Regions from separate parts of the Mus musculus genome. Here region 2 is linked to region 1. The links are chromatin contacts, called in public Micro-C maps. All regions are on one chromosome and are shown on one strand. The core of a region is the stretch at or near the end of the contact, and the rest is flanking DNA. Distances in the headings are between cores, read along the strand shown. Region 1 overlaps Ptprm (protein tyrosine phosphatase, receptor type, M). Region 2 overlaps Ptprm (protein tyrosine phosphatase, receptor type, M).

The links. A called contact is a pair of places that touch in the nucleus more often than the background predicts.
Region 2: a contact with region 1 is called in a Micro-C map of the HL-1 cell line, with 3 times the contacts expected there. The contact joins two enhancer-like sites. A contact is called at or near these places in 1 of 39 promoter capture datasets (hippocampal neurons), 22 of 484 Hi-C or Micro-C datasets (the HL-1 cell line, adipose-derived mesenchymal stem cells, cardiomyocytes and 13 more) and 6 of 115 datasets of contacts at active chromatin or transcription factors (cardiomyocytes, embryonic basal ganglia, embryonic fibroblasts and 3 more).

The regions. Positions count from the first base shown.
Region 1 is chr17:66,751,022-66,756,470 of GRCm38.p6, forward strand. The region is part of intron 18 of Ptprm (protein tyrosine phosphatase, receptor type, M); the gene reads right to left. Among named protein-coding and RNA genes, the nearest start is that of 1700016K05Rik, 39 kb to the left of the region's middle. Within about 2 kb of position 1,535, at least 21 of the 459 cell types and tissues checked have an H3K27ac peak or open chromatin away from gene starts, as enhancers often do. A contact at or near this core is called in the HL-1 cell line, where this site is marked.
Region 2 is chr17:67,172,865-67,178,310 of GRCm38.p6, forward strand. All of the region lies in intron 2 of Ptprm (protein tyrosine phosphatase, receptor type, M), which reads right to left. Among named protein-coding and RNA genes, the nearest start is that of Gm52313, 110 kb to the right of the region's middle. Within about 2 kb of position 3,132, at least 17 of the 459 cell types and tissues checked have an H3K27ac peak or open chromatin away from gene starts, as enhancers often do. A contact at or near this core is called in the HL-1 cell line, where this site is marked.

The sequences.
Region 1 (5,449 bases), core at 285-2,784:
GGCTAAGGGCCTGGGTATTACTGTTGAATGTAGGAGGAGGTTCAGAGAACTCCCCTGGTCATGTGTAAAATCTGGGTAGCCTAATGGGATCTATGGCTACCAGCTATTAACCACGGAAATGCTATGCCCAACACTTCAAAGACTTTCCCAGCTTGCTAAGTTTGAGTCATCAAACATTGATATTAATGCCCATCCAGGTGTCTATCCTAGCATGAGGCTTTCCTCCTGGTTATTTCAAAGCTCTTTTATGATCTTATTTTGTGTTGCATGAAAATATCACAATCTCCAGAATCCGAGATACCCTCACTTGCAGACCTCAATGGTGGACCCAGGCATTTCTGACTCTACAGGACTTCAGTAAGGAGGGGGATGACATATTTCCTCTCACAGGACTGTTGGGGAGAGCAAGTACAGCTATGCACGTCAGTCCTGGAATAAGGCTATGCTCATTCCTTCATTAGTCAGATTTTCCTTGCTGAGAGCAGACACCAGAGAGAGAAACTCAAAGGCGCACATTCCCAAGTTCCTGAGGCCTTGGTCTGTCTCTGGGTGTGGTGGAGCAGAGCAGACATAGCAATACAGGAAAGGCCCATGGCAAGCAGTAGCGCTGAAGGCAACATCTCCAGTGACCAACTACTTTCACCAGTCCCCAATAAGGCCATGTCAACCGCTCCATCCAGGGATCTATCCACCATGTTAGAGTCCTCTGATCTGATCACCACCACCACCCCCCCCCCCCCAGGCCCCATCAGCTGGGAACCAAGTTACTTCCTGTAACAACCGCTCCTATTAGAAAGAATCACCTCCTTTCTGGGAATAAAAGCAACATTCTAGTAGAAGTTACGTAAAAGAACTCAGATCTCCAAGAGCATGTGGTGTGCTTCAGAACGGCAAAGCTTGGGAGCGGATGACTCCAAGCAGCTGGGCTCTGGGGACGGACGGGAACAGGGCCTAATTTAGAGGGAAGCAGGACAAGTTCTGAGTCACACTCATCAATTCCTACCCCAGCATCTCCAGGCAGCTCCTCAGTCACTTAGCTGTCCTTAGGCTGTGCCGTGGACCACAGAGCTTAAGATCCCAGGATCCCGAGCCAGAATCCTGCTATGAATCTTAGTCCTGTCACCTTCTGGTTGTGAGACCTTGGACAAAGTGCCTCGATGTAGTGCCTTGATTTCCCTGTACGGTAAATGGGCACAATACTACTGCTGACATTTCACAGCCCGAGGATTCAGTGAGTTAATATAATGTGTTCAAAAGTATCAGCTACACACAAGTGAGTGAATGCTACCCATCGCAGTTGTAGGGCTGAAAATGGCATAGCCTAAGACCAGGTCATTTTTCACTTGGACTAGTTTGTCTGTCTGTCTGCCAGATCTATGCTGACTGCAGCTTTTTCTTTTCTTTTTTTTCCCATTACCCCCCTTAATCATTTAGTGACACATACAGCGACTTGATGGTGGTGATATAAACACAGGCGTGTTAATCCAGTCACGAGAAGGGATGGCTATGGCCTCAGCTTGTTTACCTGGAAAGGTTATTGTGGGAGAGTGAAGAAGAACGGGTTGCAGTCAGCACATTCAATGCATGTGTGCACAGTGCATATCTGATGCATGTGTGCATAGTTTGCCCTCGTCATCTGCCCCCTCCATGGGCACAGACGTAGCCAAATGGAAAATATTAGAAAAGTGTGTTTGTGTTGAATCAGCACAGATTTCTTCTCCTATGATTATTCACTGGACAGTAAAGTGAAATGTCCCTTCATTCAGCACATACACTGTGCTACGTGTGACAAGAGGACCAGGGATTACTTAAGGTGCCACTGTTAGTAGGTGTCCCGACTTTAGGTGCCCTGCTCTGTATAAGGGCCTGTGGCTTGCCTGGATACAGCATGTGGGGGATGTGTGCGCATAACTACACGTGGTGTGGCAACTGGCAGGAGGGCGTTTATTTGAGGCTAAGAGTGAATGGGAGTTTTATACACTACAGCCATCTGTATGGTCTATATTGTCTTTATAATCTGAAAAAATGCTGACACTGTATTTATTAGAAAACAAAAGCAACTGAAATGAAAAAACTGAAAAAACACAAAGTCAACTCCACAGCTTGGGAAAGAAAAGCCTCGGGTAAACTTAAATATTAGCAGCATTTCAATTAGGAAAACGACACTCTGGGCCATTTCTCCAACTCTACTGTACACATTTTTCTTGGACGTATTGCTTTTATAATTAGAGAAAAATAAGTTATTTTCCACGCATGCCTGGAATTTAAACAATATATACAATATTATTATATTATAATAAAAGTATGTAATATAAACATATGTAATAAGCATTATATTTATTAATATAAATATAAAAATAAAAGTCTACAGTATAAACAAGTGATGTTTATATTATAACCACAGGCCATAGTTCTCTGTCACAAAATTAACACACTCAACTACTTTGCCAAATTCAATCTGCATGAAGACTTATTATTCCCCTAAAACTTTAACTAGAGGAGATGTGACAAATGCTTCAAAATGTCCCCAAACTGCACTCACTAGCTTCTCATAGAACTGTCAACCTCAAGGCCATTCCTGATCTCTTCTTCAAATAGCTCCCATACGAACAAACAGCCTTTCCACCCACCAGCTCCCTGTCCATCTGTATGTCTGATCCATCCTTTATCTGCCCGTCCCACATCCTACCCAGACTTTGGGCTGCTCAGCTTCTTTCCTTGGATTCACCTTCTCTCAATTGGTGTTTTGGGATAAGAAACTGGCACACGGAGACCTGGTTATAACAACTACCATTCACTGTGGAATAGTTACCATCGGCCTGTGCTTTCCACATGTATGTATACATGCACTGAAGTGAGTAGGGTGGAGGTGAAGCAGGTCTATGGGTGGATCCAGGAAGGGGGGAGGGGAAGAAAAGATGCTGAACAAGGTGCCAAGTTATAGTTGACAGGGGGAGTCCATATTCATGTTCTATAGCATGATGGTGACGATTATTATTCACAACAATTATTATATACTTGTCAGGAACTTGAAGAGATGGATTCAGAGTTCCTTGATAAACATATAAGGATGGAAAAAGGCTAATCACTTATATAATGTGCATATGAACTGGATAGCCATACTGTACTGTCATCAATACATAGAATTATTATGTATCAATGGAAAGAAAAAAGTCCTCAGAAAGCCATTGAGGAATTAAGAAAAAAATACAAAAGGATCAAATCAGGTCTTTATGCCCTAAGTCCTCTAAACATGGTATTTAAACCTTTTTGTCAAATGACATTATTTAAAAATACTGCTAAGTAGCTACATAGGCTCTCCCACTTCCTGTTACAAGGAGTGACACTGGGAATGGCTTTACAGCTTTAATTCACGCATGGTCAAGTATTCCCATGGCGGCAGAACAGGAGCCTGCAATTGACAAGCTTTCATCTCTAACCAATTCTCTCTCTCAGTTAATTATTGATGACACAGTTAGGTATTGAATTGGAATCACAGCGACCAGAAGCGACATCTGGCCTCTGAGAGGTGACGCAACATTAATTTAATGCCCTAGCTGTTTTCTGCAAAGAAAGGTGTCGCTCCTTCTGTAGTTACCTTTGGCCAAGGACTCTGCTGCACCTGTAGCAAGGTACAGACTGGGAAAGGGTCCCAGTGAGCACTACCAGGAGGGGTGCTTCGCATACTCCCCCTGCTGTCTGCCTCCACTTGCTTCCCCCAGACACACGGGCTCTGAGGAGGACCCCGGTCTGACCTCAGGGAGCTTTGCATGAAGACCCCATCCTGCTGTCAGTAGATTGCTGCCTTGCCTTGTTTGTGGCTTCTCCATTTACCTCCTCAGCCAGTCTTACTCGGTACTGCTCAGAACCAGCAGGGACCCCTGACTCTAGGTCTTCTCGACTTTCTGGTTTTATCCCACAGTTTCCTGGATGTGCTGTTCTGATCCACATCAGCTGTCCGTCCACTTGAATGTAATGCTAAAGGGCCCTGCACTTCAGCTCCTCCCTATCTCTTCTCTCCCACTGCCTCCGAGAGGATGCCAGCTGCAAATAGGCTTTATAGACCTGTTGGTGCTCAATTAGCAGAGAGAGAAGAATTTTGCTCCACTATAAAAATCCTGGGAAAATGACCTTTGACCTGGGCCATCAAAACTGGGTTTCTGGTTAAAGTAATGGGGATGGAGGGGAGGGGAGATGAAGCCAAGCAGCCCAAGCCCAGATACTGATGCATTGGGGAAGCAGGCTTGCTCCAGCAGAGGGCAGACTCAGAAAGGACTTTTTTCCCCTTCTTAGCAAGGATGTGCGTGCTGCCAGCATCAATCTGCATCAAGTCAGTTTTTATGGAACTAGGTTTCCCATCAGGACTCCAGCATCACCCAGCTTCTGTGTGCATGGCCCACTCTTACAGCCTCCCCCTCCCCTGTGTGGGTCCCAGGGTCTCCATGTGCCCCTCCAGACTCTCGCTTTGCTTCCAGCCTTCCCATCTGACCTGTGTATCTGCCAAATGACCCACTAATTCATTTCTGGTACTTAGGCCCCCTTGTGGCCATTCTCAGAGCAGTTCTTTTAACCGTCCACTCACAGCTCAATTGAATGCTCTGAAATGTCCCCAAGCTGCACTCACTAGCTTCCCATGTCACTGCCAACCTCAGGACACATCTGATCTCTTCTTCAGACGTGTTCTCATTTGACTACATAGTCCACCTGTCCATTAAGGGACATTAAGGGACCATCTAACTGCACATGATTCAGCTGAAGCTTGACCTGTGGGGACCGGCTTATTTGGAGGTATGGGAGGGCCTCCACATTCTATCTAGAGGTTTAGTTGTTAAGTTACTTTCCTTCAATCTACAACATACATTTTCTCATGAGGGCTACTTAAGATCTGTTAACTGGGTGATTTTTTTTTTTTTTGATAGATTTTCTGTTTCACAGCTTGATTAGAAAAATTTCCAATGCCTGTTTGATTAAGAACAAATTCTCATTTAGTAAAATTCCCTTGCTTGCACGATAAAGAGTAAATGCCTTTATGTGCTCTAGAACAGGGTTTGGACCCCCCACTCACCCATATCGTTTAACCCTCACTTTCCCATTCCAACCACCAACTTTTCCTCAGTTCCTCATACTCATTGTGGCAGTATAATAGGGTTGTTACCGATCTATCCTGTAATGTTCTGTGCTACATCTTCAGAGAGGCCTTCCCCCACATCTCCAAATAAGTCGGTCTCCACAGTTCAAGTTTCAACTGAATCATGTACCATTGGATATGCCCTTAAAGTATATCCCGCTCCCCTGGGTAATCAGATAAAATCATTTAATTTCTTCCACGGCTCCCCCAACTCCTGCCCTGCGACTGTTGGGTTCGAAAGAGTAGAGAGCCTGTCAGGTTTGTCGCTGTAGCCAGCCCAGTGTCTCATGCCTGAAATTTCCCTCCCACCTCTCTGCTCTG
Region 2 (5,446 bases), core at 1,882-4,381, 420 kb after region 1:
CAACTTGACACAAGCTGGAGTTATTACAGAGAAAGGAGCTTTAGGTGAAGAAATGCCTCCATGAGATCCAGCTGTAAAGCATTTTCTCAACTAGGGATCAAGGGAGGAGGGCCCAGCCCCTTGTAGTTGGTGCCATCCCTGGGCTGGTAGTCTTGGGTTCTATAAAAAAGCAAGCTGAGCAAGCCAGGGGAAGCAAGCCGGTAAGGAACATCCTTCCATGGCCTCTGCATCAGCTCCTGCTTCCTGTCCTGCTTGAGTCCTAGTCCTGACTTCCTTTGGTGATGAAAAGAAACATGGAAGTGTAAGCTGAATAAATCCTTTCCTCCCCAACTTTCTTCTTGGTCATGATGTTTTGCACAGGAATAGAAACCCTGACTAACACACACACACACACACACACACACACACACACACACACACACACACGAACATTTATATTGGAATATATGTGAATGTATATTCCAAATCATTTGTGATGGACTAATTTAAAAAATAAAGGCCAATCATTTAAATAGCAGATTCAAAATTCAAAAACGATGGCCCACAAAGAAGATGAGTCACAAGAAGCTGGAAGCTGGACACAGATGTTTGCAGAGAGATGACAGACAGCAGAGAAACAAGACCAGTAGCACACAGCAGAACCTAACAGAAAGGGAGAAGCCAGAAAAGCTATAGGCTCTGAGCCCTCCAGAGCTACCCTCTCTGGAAAGAGAGGCCAGGGTAGTCCCAAGCGGAGGAGCCTCTAAGCCAATGCACAGTGAATCACTGTTCCCCAAGCACAAGGTTAAAACCAAGTTAGATGTAGATAGAAGACTACTCTTAAGCATGCCATATAAAAGTCATGATGGTGTCATCTATAAATACTTGCTGGTATCAATAGCTTTAAATTATAGGTTGGCATTTGGGTTTATTAAGGAAGATCCTTCGGATGCATTAAAAATCTGTTTACCTTCGGTATTGATTTTTTGATAAATATATTATCCAGAGAGGTTCTGTGCAGTGATTTCTCTAGCAGAGCTGACATTTATTCAATGATATTTGCTTGACTGAATTAAGTAGCAATATATGCTCATCTATCTTTGCGCTATCTGGGAAATTATCTTATCAAAGTTGAGCAAATATTTTATAGAAATCTTAGGGTCTGACATAATATAAAGCTGAGGCAAGGATCTAGCTGTCCAAGACCTTGGAGTTACATATTAATCCCTCATGCCTATTTATACCAAAACAGGACAATGTGTCTAAACAGTATCTTACTCAAGTGTTTGAATGTTTTAAGGTGGTATTTCTTTAAAGAATAAAAAGGATCATCGTTGTATGTAATTTTAAATGATTTTCTCCTCTAATAGTATATACTGGGACTAGTGGATAAGTCCTCTCAGGACAAGTATGGCAGAAGCTGATAGTACGTATTTTCTACAGGCGTCTTCACTCAGCCACACACTCGAAGTCCTCCTCCCTCAATACAGGAACAACCCAGAGAAATCTGGTCACATGGTCCTCTTGGGTTCTTTTCATGTCCCATGTAAATATCCCCCTTGAGGGCAATCTCAGGAAATGTGTTGAAGATGCCAGGGTTGCCGCAGCTTAGATGTATGTGTGCAGACCTCAACCAGGTTCACCCTCCCATCTGGAACCACCCTGGACCATAGAAGAGATGGAAACTAGGGATTCAAAGTGGTAAAGCCTTACACTATGAGATCTGCTTATCACAGCACCTGGGTTAACACAGAGACCCCTGCCTCTCCAAATTTAACAAAATCGAAAGAGTTCTGTATTCATTAGAAAACCTCAAGTGTTAAGCTAGGGATCTAGATGACAAGGCCTACTCAGCTCAGACATGTTGCACTCTCAGAAGTCATCCAACAAGTCAATAGCCATTTGTAGGTAGCTACTTTATGTGTTCCTATGAAGGAGCATACAAAGAAAATGACAGTGTCCTATAAGAATGAAAGAAATCATGGCTTAGCTAGGAGTATGACACTTCTGCAAATTGAGAAGTATTACAGACAAAGCCTTCTACTATAATGCACACACAAGACAAACTCAAGTTCCCTTAAAAGGCAAATCCCTTGGTCACAGTTCATTTTCTTGTTTATTCGTTTTTAAGCTACAATACAGAATAGGTTTTATTGTGACATATTTACACATATCTACCACAGTGCCTTATTCCTATCTACCACCTACACACATACATCACCCCCATCACAGCCTGTTCTTTGGTTTCCATGTTTATGTCTTATCTGTTTTGGTGCACGAATATACACGTGTGCTTAACCAACTTTCTTCTCCAGTTCTCAAGCTTACAACCATTCCCTGCAAATTAGCTTCTGATTCTTTTCTTTTCTTTCCTTTCCTTTTCTTTTCTTTTCCTTTCAGTTTTCTGGATGCAAGTTCCTTAGTACAGAAAAGCACTGGGCTTAAGAATTGAAAATCAATCATCTTTCCAGGGAGATTGGTACAAATAACAAGAATAGCCACAAATGCAGCAAATACCAAGGCTCTAACAGGCTTTGTAACAGTTCTTAATTTTGAAAGGTATTATTGAGCTTGTCAAATAAAAAAAAAATTCTAAGAATCTCTTCTTTAATATACTTGAACTAAATATAAAGCAGTCAAGAGAGATAGAGAAAAAAAAAACCCACATTTACCTAAATTATAAGATCCTACGTAGCTAGGAACACTTTTTAGAAATCCCTTTCCCTTTGTGTTATTGGGGACACAGAGGAAAATAAGACTAGACTCTCTACTTATGATGACTTCAGAAGTCTGTGGTCAGATCTGACCACTGGGATTGACTCTGAACCACACAGAGGTTAGGATTGGCCTGGTACTGGCTCCCCACCATAGGCAGTGCTCTAGGAAATCTCTGCCCCCTGCTCTGCTGGGGATGAGTCCTTAAAGAAAACATTGGTCTTATCCACTACAGATTACTAACGATAGATGACTATATGCAGTGCAAAGATAAATAAGAATTCTCCACAGGCCCAAACAGGCCAGAGGCCTAGGGAATATTCATTGTCACACTTTAAGTATCTGCATCTGAAGCAGAAGTCAAGCCAGACACCTGGGGCCTGGAGCCCTGGTCCCAGTAAAAGGCTGAAGGATTACAAGTCTCCACCTGCTGGGGAATTTGAGGAATTACCAAGAGCAGAAGGTGTGGCTTGGCTGAAAGCTTATCCGAAGGAACTGAGTAAGAAAGCACTACCTTTTCTGGGAGATTCCAATGTGCTTATTTCTGTCTAGCACAGCTACAGCTTTTAGTCATCAAAGGTTGAAATGCAACAGTGTGGTGTTTCTGGTTGTTGGTTGGTTGCTTGCCAAAGTCAACAGTGTATGAACCAAACGGGGCCATTTCATGGAGATCTTCTGTCTCTCTGTGAAGGTAATGAATTCATTCTGAAGTTGTGCTTGAGAAAAAAGCTCTTCATCTTGGAGGACACAAAATCAGTGCCTGATCATGATAGGCATACCACAAGAGTATAACTTAAAAAAAAAAAAAAAAAAAAAAAAAAAAAAAACCCAGTGGGTCCCAAAATAAAGTGAAAATGGACAGGAAACCAAACTGTGGGCTGGAGGGAGGTGAATGGATGTTGTGGGAAGATCTGAGGTGGGGGATGGGTCAGCACTCATTGTGTACACATGTGAAACTGTTAAGGGAAAATATTTAAGGAAAGAGAGAACCAATGAGCTAAGAGATCATCTATTTCTTCCCCTCCAAGCTTATAGCATACAAGCTAAAGAAAACTATTCAAATCACTGCCTTAACTATATTACCATAAAAGTCAGGGTTCATACCTTTGACATATCAGCAAATCCAAGTAGAACACAGAACTTTCCTCTAGAAATAAATCTGTCCCCTCCCATGAGTGACCTATGGATGGGGGTGAGGAAAAACCCACCCGTGAGGTGAACTGTTATTGATTTTTATATAATTTCCATCAAGCACCATTTCCAAGTCTCTCTGAAACGTGTTTAGTCATCTTTATACCATCTTGTCACTATACATTTCATAATAGAAGAAGTCGAACTGATTTTATCATGACACTATATATGACAGCTAGCAGTTAAAAACCTCAGAAGTGGTACTACTGAATGAATTTAGATGGCCCTGCTCATATATATGTTTGAATAATTCACTTTACTCTGCCTTCTATTCCTTAGAAATCCTATACTCAATTTCAAATGTATGAATATTAATCCTATTTTCCAATTGTTCTGGAGCATGAGATTTCATAAACTCACCCTTCACAGAATTAATAACATCCACACACGGTTATGTTGCCTGCTAAGATGCCATTCGGCGTGTATTATTTTATTTGAAGCTCTAGTGAAATGTATTTGTTAGTATAAAGAACTCAGTAACCGAATGAACTATTTATATTATCTTTATTCAAAGAGAGAGTGAATTATCATCCCCAGGGGTATCCTTTATTCAGTTTCTAGAAGTTCTTCCCCTCTTTTCCTTGCTGGCTTCTCTGCAAACTATAAATTGAGGTAGTCATCTCTTAAGAAAGCCTTTCACAGGACTTCTCCGAGCATCTTCCTGGACCCCCAAAGTCCCTGAGATCCTTCCAGGGAACCTCAAATAAAACTATTTCCATGATAACAGAACACTTGACAGTCCTGTCCCCACGTTCCTCTCACCCATTCACAGGTACAGTGTTGCTCTGCTGCCCAAGGGAACGGACGGATGCTCATTCTCCTTGTGTTCCCCACCCCCACTCCCTGCCCAGTTTTCTTACATAATCCGAAAGTTAGCAGTAGGCATTACCCACATTGACACTTTAAATCTTTAAAAAAAAATCTCAGATATGAAAGGCATCCTACCACTGAAGAGTCTGAGATTTGTTTCCTAAATCCTCAGAGGTGCAATACATAGTTTATTTTCTTCCTAGGTACCCTACAGTTAGCCCAGTGTGACATCTGGAGGACAGTTTTCTGGTGTCACCACAGAGACCACAGACCAGGCATTTTATAAAGAAATGCTCATCCCCCATGGCAGTGAAGGCAGATGAATTTAATCTTGTTCCACTGGTACCCATGGAGGCTTTGTGCTATGTCACAGCACTGAAGAGAGCATCACACAGTAACAAGGAGAGGTCATGTCTGCCTGGGGCCCTACAAACCCCTCCATGGGGCCACACCCTCAGGACTTTAGGAACCTTAACCTCCCCAAGACCTTATGTCCAAATATTATAAAACCAGCCTATGAAGCTAGGGATTGGTTCCAGCATGAGTCACTCAGCATAAAAGATCCTCTATGTTCCCACAGTCTACAGCCAAGACGGCAAGAAGCCGGAAAACATGGTAAAACTTATCCTTGATCGGCAAGCTTCTTCACATCTCATCAGTCAAGGCAGATGTGTTCGTGTATAAAATAGGCAACACGGATGCACAATACCCCAGCATGTCTGGGAGACAGTGAAGCAATTATCCAGGTCGA